Linked DNA regions of Mus musculus: region 2 is linked to region 1. A link is a contact called in public HiChIP or PLAC-seq data. All regions are on one chromosome and are shown on one strand. Each heading gives the region's core, a stretch centred on a gene start, on an enhancer-like site or on the middle of the called end of the contact. The rest is flanking DNA. Distances are from core to core; before and after follow the strand shown. Region 1 has its middle 11 kb from the start of Smarcd3. Region 2 has its middle 35 kb from the start of Gm33476.

The links. HiChIP or PLAC-seq counts read pairs in DNA pulled down with a chosen protein or histone mark.
Region 2: a contact with region 1 is called in an HNF4G HiChIP or PLAC-seq map of pancreatic cancer cells. The contact joins two enhancer-like sites. A contact is called at or near these places in 1 of 115 datasets of contacts at active chromatin or transcription factors (pancreatic cancer cells) and 1 of 9 other capture datasets (embryonic stem cells).

What each region holds. Positions count from the first base shown.
Region 1 is chr5:24,610,449-24,615,787 of GRCm38.p6, reverse strand. It overlaps a transcript of Smarcd3 not described here. Among named protein-coding and RNA genes, the nearest start is that of Smarcd3, 11 kb to the right of the region's middle. Within about 2 kb of position 3,652, at least 71 of the 459 cell types and tissues checked have an H3K27ac peak or open chromatin away from gene starts, as enhancers often do. A contact at or near this core is called in pancreatic cancer cells, where this site is marked.
Region 2 is chr5:24,263,317-24,268,806 of GRCm38.p6, reverse strand. No RefSeq gene overlaps it. Among named protein-coding and RNA genes, the nearest start is that of Gm33476, 35 kb to the left of the region's middle. Within about 2 kb of position 1,991, at least 281 of the 459 cell types and tissues checked have an H3K27ac peak or open chromatin away from gene starts, as enhancers often do. A contact at or near this core is called in pancreatic cancer cells, where this site is marked.

The sequences.
Region 1 (5,339 bases), core at 2,403-4,902:
CAGAGGACTATGGCCTCCCTGTGACCCCATGGTTACTCCACAGAGTCTAAGTTCACATTCTGATGTTCTGGAGACGTCCAGAGTTAGGGGTTCACTATTCAAGCCGCACAGGGGAGGGAACTGTGATAGCTGCCTTCAGTGATGCCATGTGCCTTTGGTCAGAAAGAAGATCTCGAGGTACCTTGGGGAGGGGACCGGGGCTCAGACCTCTGGCAAGCAAGGCCTTGAGGGACAAGTGGACACATTGCTGTCACTGAGATGCTGAGGGATGACAGCCCTCATGTGGGGACGTGCAGAACCCTGTGTGGCACTAGTCACTGGCATTCAGTGCTATTCCATCTGATGAGCCCTCAGCTCAGCTACTGCAGCCAGCCATGCTGCCACGGCCAGCAGAAGTAAAGACATGGCTTCATGCTCATCAGCATTCACTCACAGCACCTCCTTGTCACGGGTGCTGATGGGGTTGGCTCATTGAGGGCCACTTAGGGGATGACTGCTTCTTTGTGTCCTAGGAACTCCCACTATTTCCAGCCCAGGCTGTCAGCTTCCTGGCAACTTCATTGCAGACCCCTCACCCTCACACGCCTTGGGCTTGTGTTATTGCACTCGACTTTGTGGCCAGAACCATTCTAGGGCACTGCCTCGAGGCAGGAGCCAATATTAGCTCCTCTCTATGCTGTCTTCAGGAGCGTGACTTCCAGTCCACATGTGCAAAAAGCCTGGAGGTGACAGGGACTCAATGAGTTTGAGAGCTGGTCAAGGGGTTTAGATTCTGTTAGTGTGATGGTAGCCATCTTCAGTTCTTAAAAAGGACACACTAGGTCCCTAGTCTCACCATTTAAAGTATTGATCTGGCTACAGTGCATGACACAAGTTGGAGAGCCATGATACAGATGGGCTTGGAGGATCAGGGAGAGACAGAATCCCAACCTTATCCAGTAGTGGGTATGAGGGTGGAAGGGAGGACATTATTAGTAACAACAGAAAAACATGGACAATACTGGGTCCCAGTGCTGGTCTGAGATTGCTGGCCAGCTTGCAGCAGAATGGCGCTAGAGGGGAGGGGCCACTGGACTTTTCCTGCAGGTAGAACTCTGGAAGCAGATAAGGGTTTCATGGCTGTGTGGCATGTTGGTGAGCTGCTGCAGAGGCCACTGCAGCAGGGATGGGTGGGGCCTGTGCAGATGCGGGGTACAGGCCTGTGTGAATGAGGGGTACAGGCCTTTGTGAATATGGGGTACATGCTGTGTGAATGAGGGCTACAGGCCTGTGTGGATGTGAGGTACAGGTCTATGTGGATGCAGGGTACAGGTCTGTGTGAATGCGGGCTACAGGTCTGTGATTGCAGGGTACAGGTCTGTGTGGATGCTGGGTACAGGTCTGAGTGCATGTGGGGTACATGCATTGTGGATGCGGGGTACAGGCCTGTGTGGATGTGGGGTACAGGCCTGTGTGGATGTGGGGTACAGGCCTGTGTGGATGTGGGGTATAGGTCTGTGTGGATTTGGGGAACAGGCCTGTGTGGATGCAGGGTAGAGGCCTGTGTGGATTCGGGGTAGAGGCCTGTGTGGATTTGGGGTACAGGTCTGTGTGGATCTAGGGTTCAGGTCTGTGTGCATGCGGGGTACAGGTCCGTGTGTATTCAGGGTACAGGCCTGTGTATATTTGGGGTACAGGTCTGTGTGGATGTGGGTACAGGCCTGTATGAATGCGGGGTATACAGCCTCCTGTGTCTTGCTCTTACTCAGGTTAGGAATTGCAGGTTTATCCTCAGCCTTGATTTGAAGCATCAGACCCTGCCCTTGGCTATTTGATTTTATTATTTTCTTTTATGAAACAGGGTCTCGTGTACCCTCGGCATAGAACTCTTTGTGTAGGTGAAGTTAGCTTTGTACATCTGATTCTCTTGCCTCTACTCCCTGAGTTTGTTTGCTTGTTAACTGAATATTTGGGGACATTTTCACTCCTTCCATTCCTGTTTGCCCATAGCCTAAGGTTACATACAACACAGATGGGGGATAGAGGAGGCCGATAGATAACTCAGTCACTTGCAGGAACAAAGCCCCAGATTCAGCTGCCAGCACTGCTTAGACCAGGCTTGACAGCACACACCTATAGAACAGGCACACACCCATAGAACAGGCACACACCCATAGAACAGGCACACGCCTATAGAACAGGCACATGCCTATAGAACAGGCACACACCCATAGAACAGGCACACACCTATAGAGCAGGCACACACCTATAGAACAGGCACACACCTATAGAACAGGCACACGCCTATAGAACAGGCACACACCTATAGAACAGGCACACGCCTATAGAACAGGCACACACCTATAGAACAGGCACACACCTATAGAACAGGCACACACCTATAGAGCAGGCACACACCTATAGAACAGGCACACACCTATAGAACAGGCACACGCCTATAGAACAGGCACACACCTATAGAACAGGCACACGCCTATAGAACAGGCACACACCTATAGAACAGGCACACACCTATAGAACAGGCACACGCCTATAGAACAGGCACACGCCTATAGAACAGGCACACACCTATAGAACAGGCACACGCCTATAGAACAGGCACACACCTATAGAACAGGCACACGCCTATAGAACAGGCACACACCCATAGAACAGGCACACACCCATAGAACAGGCACACGCCTATAGAACAGGCACACACCTATAGAACAGGCACACACCTATAGAACAGGCACACACCTATAGAACAGGCACACGCCTATAGAACAGGCACACGCCTATAGAGCAGGCTTGATGGCACAGACCTATAGTCCCAGCATTCGGGAGGTGGATAAGGAAAACCTGAAGTTCAAGATTATCTGTAGCTACATGGAGGTTTCTGGGCCTGCCTGGGTTCCCTGTAACAAAGGAAAACAAACTAGAGGCAGCTCCATCCTGCCTCTGCAGAAGCCTTGCCACAGCTGCAGTTCTTCCTGGGTTAGTCTTGAACGGGCTCCCTGGACACCTGCCGTCAGGTTCCATCTGCCACTAGTATAAAACCCTCAGCAAGATAAAGCCTGAGCCCTAAGGTGCCCCTCCCGAGAGAAGGGCACCAGTCTCTGTGCCCCAGAACCATGGCACTCTGCTGCCCACGCTTACTTCACCTCTAGCTCACGGCTCTGCACAGATGACCCACGATGGCTTCTGTACCTCACCTGTCTGGGTATGGCACCCCTGTACCTCTGCAGAGCTGCCCAGGCTCCCGGCACTCAGCAACCCCCACCCATCTGGTCCACTCAAGGGCTGTAGGGTTTCCAAGGGAATGGGGGTGCTCTTCTCACAGTGTGGACACTTGCTCACAGTGTACAGACAGGGGGCACTGGTTCCATGGGCTAGATGCCTCTGCCATCAGCTCCAATTCACGTCTTGAAGAGTTGTTCTCATGGCTTTGTCTGAGGTTCATGCTCAGGACATACACTCCTGTGTGGCTCCTGAGCGCTCCTCTCCTCTCCCACTGGTTTCCTGTGTTGTGACCTATCTGCACACCATGGCACTGTAGCACTAGCCTGTTCTCCGCTGGAATGCGTCCAATGATTTGGGAAGAGTCCAAACTCCCCAGGGATCCCAGAGCCTAGCATAATTAGTCAGTCTGAGTAATTGCCCGGCTATTTTCTAGGAGCCCTAGCCAGTCTCTCACATGCTCCCTCCAGGGCATTTGTGCAGCGCTCCCATCCTCCTCACCTCCTCAACAGCTGAAGGGCCCTGAGGGCCCTGCCACTGTGCACTAGCAGAGGCCAGCCAGCAGTGGGATCAGTTGGGCCTGCACTGTGAGGTGGAGGCAACCCAGGTAGCCAGTAGCACTGGGGAACTGGGAAAGCAGCTATGCATCAGGTATAGCGTTGGCCCACACTGTAACCTCATAGACACTGTGAGCCAAGGCTTGGCTTCCTGGACTGCTGACAAGGAAAATGAGGCTTAGAGGTGTCAAAGAACTTGGTGCTGAGCCAGGTGTGACCCCAGGACAGGACTGCAGAGCTCAGGTTCTCACCCAGAGGCAGCCCCTCCTCCCAGAAGCAGGGGACGGTGGCTGGCTGGGAATTGTCTCCAGTATAACACTGGAGCAAGAGTCTAGTAGAAGATACTGGAGACCAGGGATGCTTCAAATGTCCAGCAGTATTCAGAGTAGCCACCACAGTCAGTCGCCCTGGGGCAGGAAGTGTTAAAGAGGCTGTGCTTGGCACCCTGCCCCAAATGCCCATGGTGCCAAAACTGAGAAAACATGTTCTATAGCTTCAGTTTAGAACATCACACCATGGTGTCTGCAGAGACTCACTCAGGACCATGAGTTAGGAACATAGAGGAGCACAGGACAAGGCAGGGAAGCAAAGCCAAGTTGTCAAAGCCCTGACCCAAGACAGTTGATTAACAGGTCAGAGTGGCCAAGACACAGACCAGTTCTAGGAGAAAGGCCTGTTGCTGCCTACTCCCAGTATAAGGAGATGCAGAACCCAGTGTTGACCATGAGGTCCTTGGTCATGGACACACCGCATAGCCCCCGAGGATAGCTTACTTGATAAAGTGCTTACCATGCAGGTATGAGGACCTCAGATTGATCCTCAACTCATGTAAAAAGCTGGGACATCCTAGCACACACTGCAGCCCCAGTGCTGGAGAGGCAGAGATATAGGTCCATCTTAGGGTATGCTAGTCAGCTTAGGGTGGGCAGCAAACCCCAGGCAATTAATAAACACAGAAAGTCAAGATAGACAGCTCCTGACCTCCATACGCATGCACACCTGCATATACATGTGAATATATCCACACACAGAAACACACACTCGGGGAGGGAGGAAGACTCTGTAGTGTGTGTGTGTTTTTTTCATTATTATATGTAAGTACACTGTAGCTGTCTTCAGACACACCAGAAGAGGGTGTCAGATCACATTACAGGTGGTTGCGAGCCAACATGTGGTTTCGAGCCAACATGTGGTTGCTGGGATTTGAACTCAGGACCTTCGGAAGAGCAGTTAGTGCTCTTACCCTCTGAGCATCTCTCCAGCCCCTGTAGTGTGTTCTGTATAACCAGCATCTTGCTATGCACATCACTTCCTGAGGGCTAGAGTAGGGCCTCTGAGTTCCCCAAGCTTATGCTTCCCAGGTAATGCTGGGAAGGCAGGATGAGGTGGCGTGCCCTTCTGGTGCACAGCAGCCTGGGGTGAGGGACAGGGGGATGTGTGAGCATGACTCCTCATGTACATGCTTCCTCATGTTACACAGATGCACACACGTGTCCAGCTGTAATCCAGATAGAGCCATAGAGCAAGGAACTTGTTACAAATTTAACCAAGATTTTTTACACA
Region 2 (5,490 bases), core at 742-3,241, 350 kb after region 1:
ATCTATGTATGTATGTATATGTGTGTGTGTGTGTGTATGTGTGTACACTCTAGATAGTCTTCAAAAGCATCAGAGATACAGAATTTAAAACCACTCCATTATTAACAGAAATTTTGACCACAAGACATGTCTGCTCCCGACAGTACCTCCATCACACGTCAAAGAAGATATTGAGCTTCATTACCTCCGATTGGAGTTGCTTCAATTATGGCAAGCGAGCCACTGGATAAGAAATACTTTAATTCATTCTGCAGACAAATGCTGTCCAAAAAAAGGACCAATTGAATGTGGAGTAGTCGATTGTTAAGCGCTACCAAGACAGGGTAAGCTGTTCTTTCTTTTTTTCTTTCTTTTTTTTTAAGCTACTCTTTCTTAATTCCTGCTTCACTTAAGGTTTGTCAGATGGTTCTGGGCCAGAAGGCTGAGGACTGATGCTCCAATGCTATGAGATTATTGGGCACTGTCTAGGCAGTCTTTGCAAACTGTATGAGTTTCGGAGTCTATGTCTTTGTGCTTCCTACATATTCAGGTAATATCTAATTCATTCTCAGATCTCTGACTGGACTGAAGACTAGTTATAGTCTCATAATTGAACTTAAGCTATCTAACATTAAAGAAGATGTTCTAGACTTGAAAGGATGGCTTTCAGGTGGTTAAAATCAAACAGAATTCAGGTCAGAATTGTACCTGTACCTTTAAGTTCGGATAGATGATAGAATAATTAATTTAAATTGACAAAGATGATGGACTGGGTATTATAAGTGGATATCAACCTTATAATTTGCATAATTGTTGTAATCGTGTTCAATTTATATCTGAGAGAAAAGAGCCTTTTTAATTGAAATGTGAGAAATGTAGTGGGTTTGGCTATACTGCTTGTATTATAATGCTAATTTGGGTCCCCAAAATTGCTTGCTTGAGAGAGTCTGCATGTCCACAGGTAAGACACTGAGGAACCCTGCCCCTAGTTGGTTCTGATTGGTAAATAAAGATGCTGGCAGCCAATGGCTGGGCAGGACGTGGCAGACTGAACTAGGACTTTTAGGATTTCCCAGGCCTGGGACTGAGAACAAGAAGAGAGGGAAGATCTGCCATGCTAGAAGAGTGTGGAGAAGGGAGACACCATGCCTGAGAAGAGTGCAAGACAGAGAGGCATGGCCGCCACGTGAAGGAGCCGGGAGAGCACGGCCCAGTTGGGCAGCCCTCTGAGTCCAGAGCAGCCAAGGTAGAACACAGAATTTAGTAAGCTGTAACTCGGAATTATCGGTGGAAGGTAGATTCTATCAGTAGTGGAGGTTAGGCAGTAGCCCAGCTATTGTGCTGATTAAGACATGTGTGTGTGTTTCATTTGGGAACACAAGCCATTGAGGTAGATAGCAAACCCGTATCTGCGACTTAATTATTAATTATTTAATTCAACAATATTTGTGCACAGGACTCCAGTTCCAAGAGGCTCCATGTGGGTAGGAATTACAATTCATGATTTATAGGTACAGATGACATCTGTGGACCTCCTTGCTTGGTTTTTGAAACAGGGTCACAGTTGTAGCTTTGGCTCTCCTTGAACTTGTGGTGATCCTCCTGCCTCAGTCTCCCAAGTGCAGAGATTATAGGTGTGTGATGTCTTCCCAAGAGGTGCTTGTAAATTCTTGAGGTGAGGGCCTTGCTGTCCTTTGTCCTCTCAGATGTGGTGTGTGATGCTCAGATGCTGGGCTAGGAGGCTGTGAGGGAGACCTATACTAGCCAGACCTGTGTTTTACATATAAGTAAAAGTCCCCCGTGGAAGTTGTTATTAATGTGTTTTTTTGTGACATTCACATGAACTTGGTCTAAATCAATCCAGGATAATTCTGCAACATTTGGTCACCCTTCTGCCTCACACCTGGGGGCATAACACTTCAGCATTAATCTGTGACAGATTAACAGGGCTTCAGCCTGGCCCAATGGTGTTGACAGTTTGAGGTGTTGGGCGCCATCTGGTGGCCGCATGATACACAGCCCTAATCACAGGAAGTCTGTTTCCAGCTATTTGCATAGCAGCCCCAGCCCATTCTTTAGTCAGAACCCCAAGTCTTGAACGTCAGCGGCCTGACATGGACTCCAGGACTTTAAGACACCATCGAGCTTCCCAGCTCCTGTGGGCTCCGGAAATTGAGAGAGAGCTGTTTCTAGGAAGTGTCTGGCTGTCCTTCCCCTCCTGCCAGTTGAGAACCGGCTACTAAATAAAGATGCCATGTGACCTCCCTTCTGCAGACTCTCAGGTCTCAGAGCAACAGTTAAAGTGGAGAGGAGGCGGCTGATGACTCACTGATACTCCGGAGCAGGAAATCAACACCCAGGGAGCCTGACCCGGCAGCGGCTCATACAGAATTGATTGGCGGTGGTTTGAGCGTGGGTGGAGTGGCTTTAATGTAGCCGAGCTTATAATACTTCCTTCTGCCGACCTCTGGTAAAATCCTGAAACAGGACTGGGTATGGTGGCTCCGGCCTGTAATCTCGGTTCTCAGGAAACTGATCAAGGGGCGTTGCTGCAAAACAAAAGTCCCAAACAAACTCTGAAATGGCCGATAAATGGCTCCCACCAGCTTTCTTCAAGGTTTGGAATTGGTAGAGAGACTCGCCACACCTGACACACACGCTGCCATCCACACTGGCCACTGCAGGCGATGGGTTGTCTTCTCCCTTGGGGACCCTTTGCTAGTGGGGCTACTTAATGCTCCCTGGGTTCTAGGTCCCCCTCGGCCCTGAGTCCACTCACTCTTTGGACTAAGTGTGGCTACAAGCCTCAGAGACAAGATGGCAGAGACCCTTGGAGAAAGAAAGCACAGCTGAAAGAACCAAGGAGACAACTTCTTGTCTTCCAGTCAGGAGTAGAAACTGGAAATCCCAGATGCTAGTGGTGCGAAGGCCTCCCCAGGAGTGTTTGGGAAGGGGTGATCTGAGAACTGCTATGCTGTGGTTTGTCATGTTGGGGTCAAAGAAGCAGGTGAGGTGGGGAGGCCTGGCCATGTGGATGGGAGCCTCAGGGTAGACAGGGTGGCCATAGGACCATGGTCTCAGCTGACACGGAGAAGCCAAGCCAGGGACACAGAGACAGTATACCTCTCAAGTCTGGAATGAGAGGACTTGGAAGTCAACTAGACATTTTGCTGCTACAGAAATTGGGGTCTCAGAGGTCATGTGACTGCTATGTGACTATGCTGAGCTAGGTGGCACCAGACTCCTACCCTAGCAGAGACTCCTTGCACAAGGCTGTGGGGTCCGGGCCCTCCTTCCCTGGAGTTAGGTCCCTGACAATCCACGGCCCCTGCTCCAAAATTCTCTATCTTGTTTTGTCTTAATATAACCATGTTTATGTTTGTTTGTCTTGTGTTTTGAGCTAGGGTCTCCATGTTCACTTAGGTCGGGCTTGAACTCCTATTTCCACCCTCAAGGAAAGCTTCATAGAGAGCCCCAACCCCTGCTGCTGCTGCCGAGCCAGGGTTTCTGTCTGGGAGAACATAGGACAGGTGGTCACACCTCTGCCCTGCCCTCTCCCAGAGGCCTCTAAAGCAACAGGTTGTTGTGCCCCCCTGGTTTCCTGTTCCTTATGTAAAACAGCTTCAGGTTTGCATCTCCACCTGGCAGTGAAGGAGCCACAAACAAAATCACATTTTGCTTTACATGAGGCTGGGGTGGATCAGGGCCGCAGGGAGACAGGTGGGCGGGACACCCCCTTGCTATGCCCTCTGCTCAGTCTTCTGGCTGGGTTGTCTGCAAAGATGGCTCCTCAGGCAGGGTGATCTCTCTCAGAGCCTGGCCCCATGTTTCCTTCAGCCTGTGTTCCCACAATTGTGGAACTCGTGTCTGTCCCGGGGGAGAGTGCCTCTGTTCCTGGTGAGGCACAGGTGGGTGGATGTGTGTTGAACAAGGCTCTCCCTCCAGGGAATGTCTTCTGGTCTATAACCAAACACACGCACAGAGATGCGTCCCAGGTAACCCGGGTCTCTGCCACTGCTCACCCCCACTCTGTGGCCTGGGAGCTGTTAATTCAGAGCCATTATCAAACCAAGATCTTTACCATCTGTTACCCCAATGAGCCTGGGGTCAGATGGGACAGAAGTGTCACCTTTCCTTCCCTTTCCACCTGGGTTACGGGGTCTGGGTCTCTTTACTGAAATGATACTAGGGGAGGGGGCGGTCACTTGTGACACAATGTCCAGGTCCTTTGAGTCTGGAACAAGGATGTAAGCAAACCACAGAGTAGCAGCGGTGGGAAGGAAGGGGGGACAGGGTGTATGCCAGGTGCAACATGGTTGCCAACATGGCTGCAGCAGAGGAGCCTTGAACAAGCTCCTGGCTCGGGGCCCCAGTTCGGGGCTTTTCTTTATTAAAGGGGAGGGGCAGGTGTGTATTCCTGATAGGACTGGGCAGACCTTTCTTTAACTGAAGTGAGTGATTGATCTTTCTTCTCTGTTTGCACAATCCTTGGAGGTCCAGGGCAGTCCAAGGAAAGGTCTCTCAGTCTTTCTTGGTTGCTGGGTACTGAGTCAGCCTTCCTGTGATTCACAGTCAGGAGTGTTTGACTCTATCTTCAGACCTCTAGACTCTGGAGTCCCCACCACCCCCGTTCTGTTTCAGGGACAGACTTCTGCGGGCCATGTCTCTCTATTTCCAACTTCTACCGCGGGATGGAAGCTGGTCCTCCTGTCCCCTTCCAGCTGTAACAGATAAGACCACAAGACAAGGTTCCAACTTCCCTTGGTAACCGTGGGGGCATCAGTGGCCTTGGGGGCACCTCCCCCTATTTCCGTCCCTTGCTTTGTTCCTCATCTGTGATGTCAATTCTGGGATGCTTGCCTTGTTTGTCCTTGAATCCTTGATATCCTGAGCTACCAGTTCCCTAAGGTCACATGTCTGCATTAAACACTCTCTTTTCCCCAGACCCATGTGCACACTCCATAGGAGAGCCTTGGGCTTCTCCCTGTAGATATTTCATTCCCTTGGGATAAAGTCTCTAGGCCAGCAGCCATCAACACCGGCCACCCAGGCCTCGTCTCTTTGCCCACACAATACAGAGGTCACAGACAGAAGCAGCTACCCAGATCTCTATGGAGATGCTTGGGGACTAGAACTCAAGTCCTCAAGTTTGTGCGACAATTACCATTACCCACCCCTGGGCCATCACCCCAGCTCCTCCCCCTACTTTTTGACTGTGAACCTATCAAACTCTCAGAAACCTCACAGTTGACACCCAGTTTTACAATGCTTCATATGTAGCTCTAGGTCTCTGCCCGGTCTTCCTTTCTTACATTTGCCAATGCCCCGGGACCAACACTGCCCTTAGGCTCTGTCGTCTACTTGAGTTCTTCCAGGGCATCATGGGACCTGGGACTGCATGGTGCCCAAGCACCTTGACACCTGCCTCCTGCCATCCACTCTGCAGCCCCTAACCTCACAGCCTCTACCCCTGCCAGGCCACTAATATGATCTAACACATTAGAATTATTA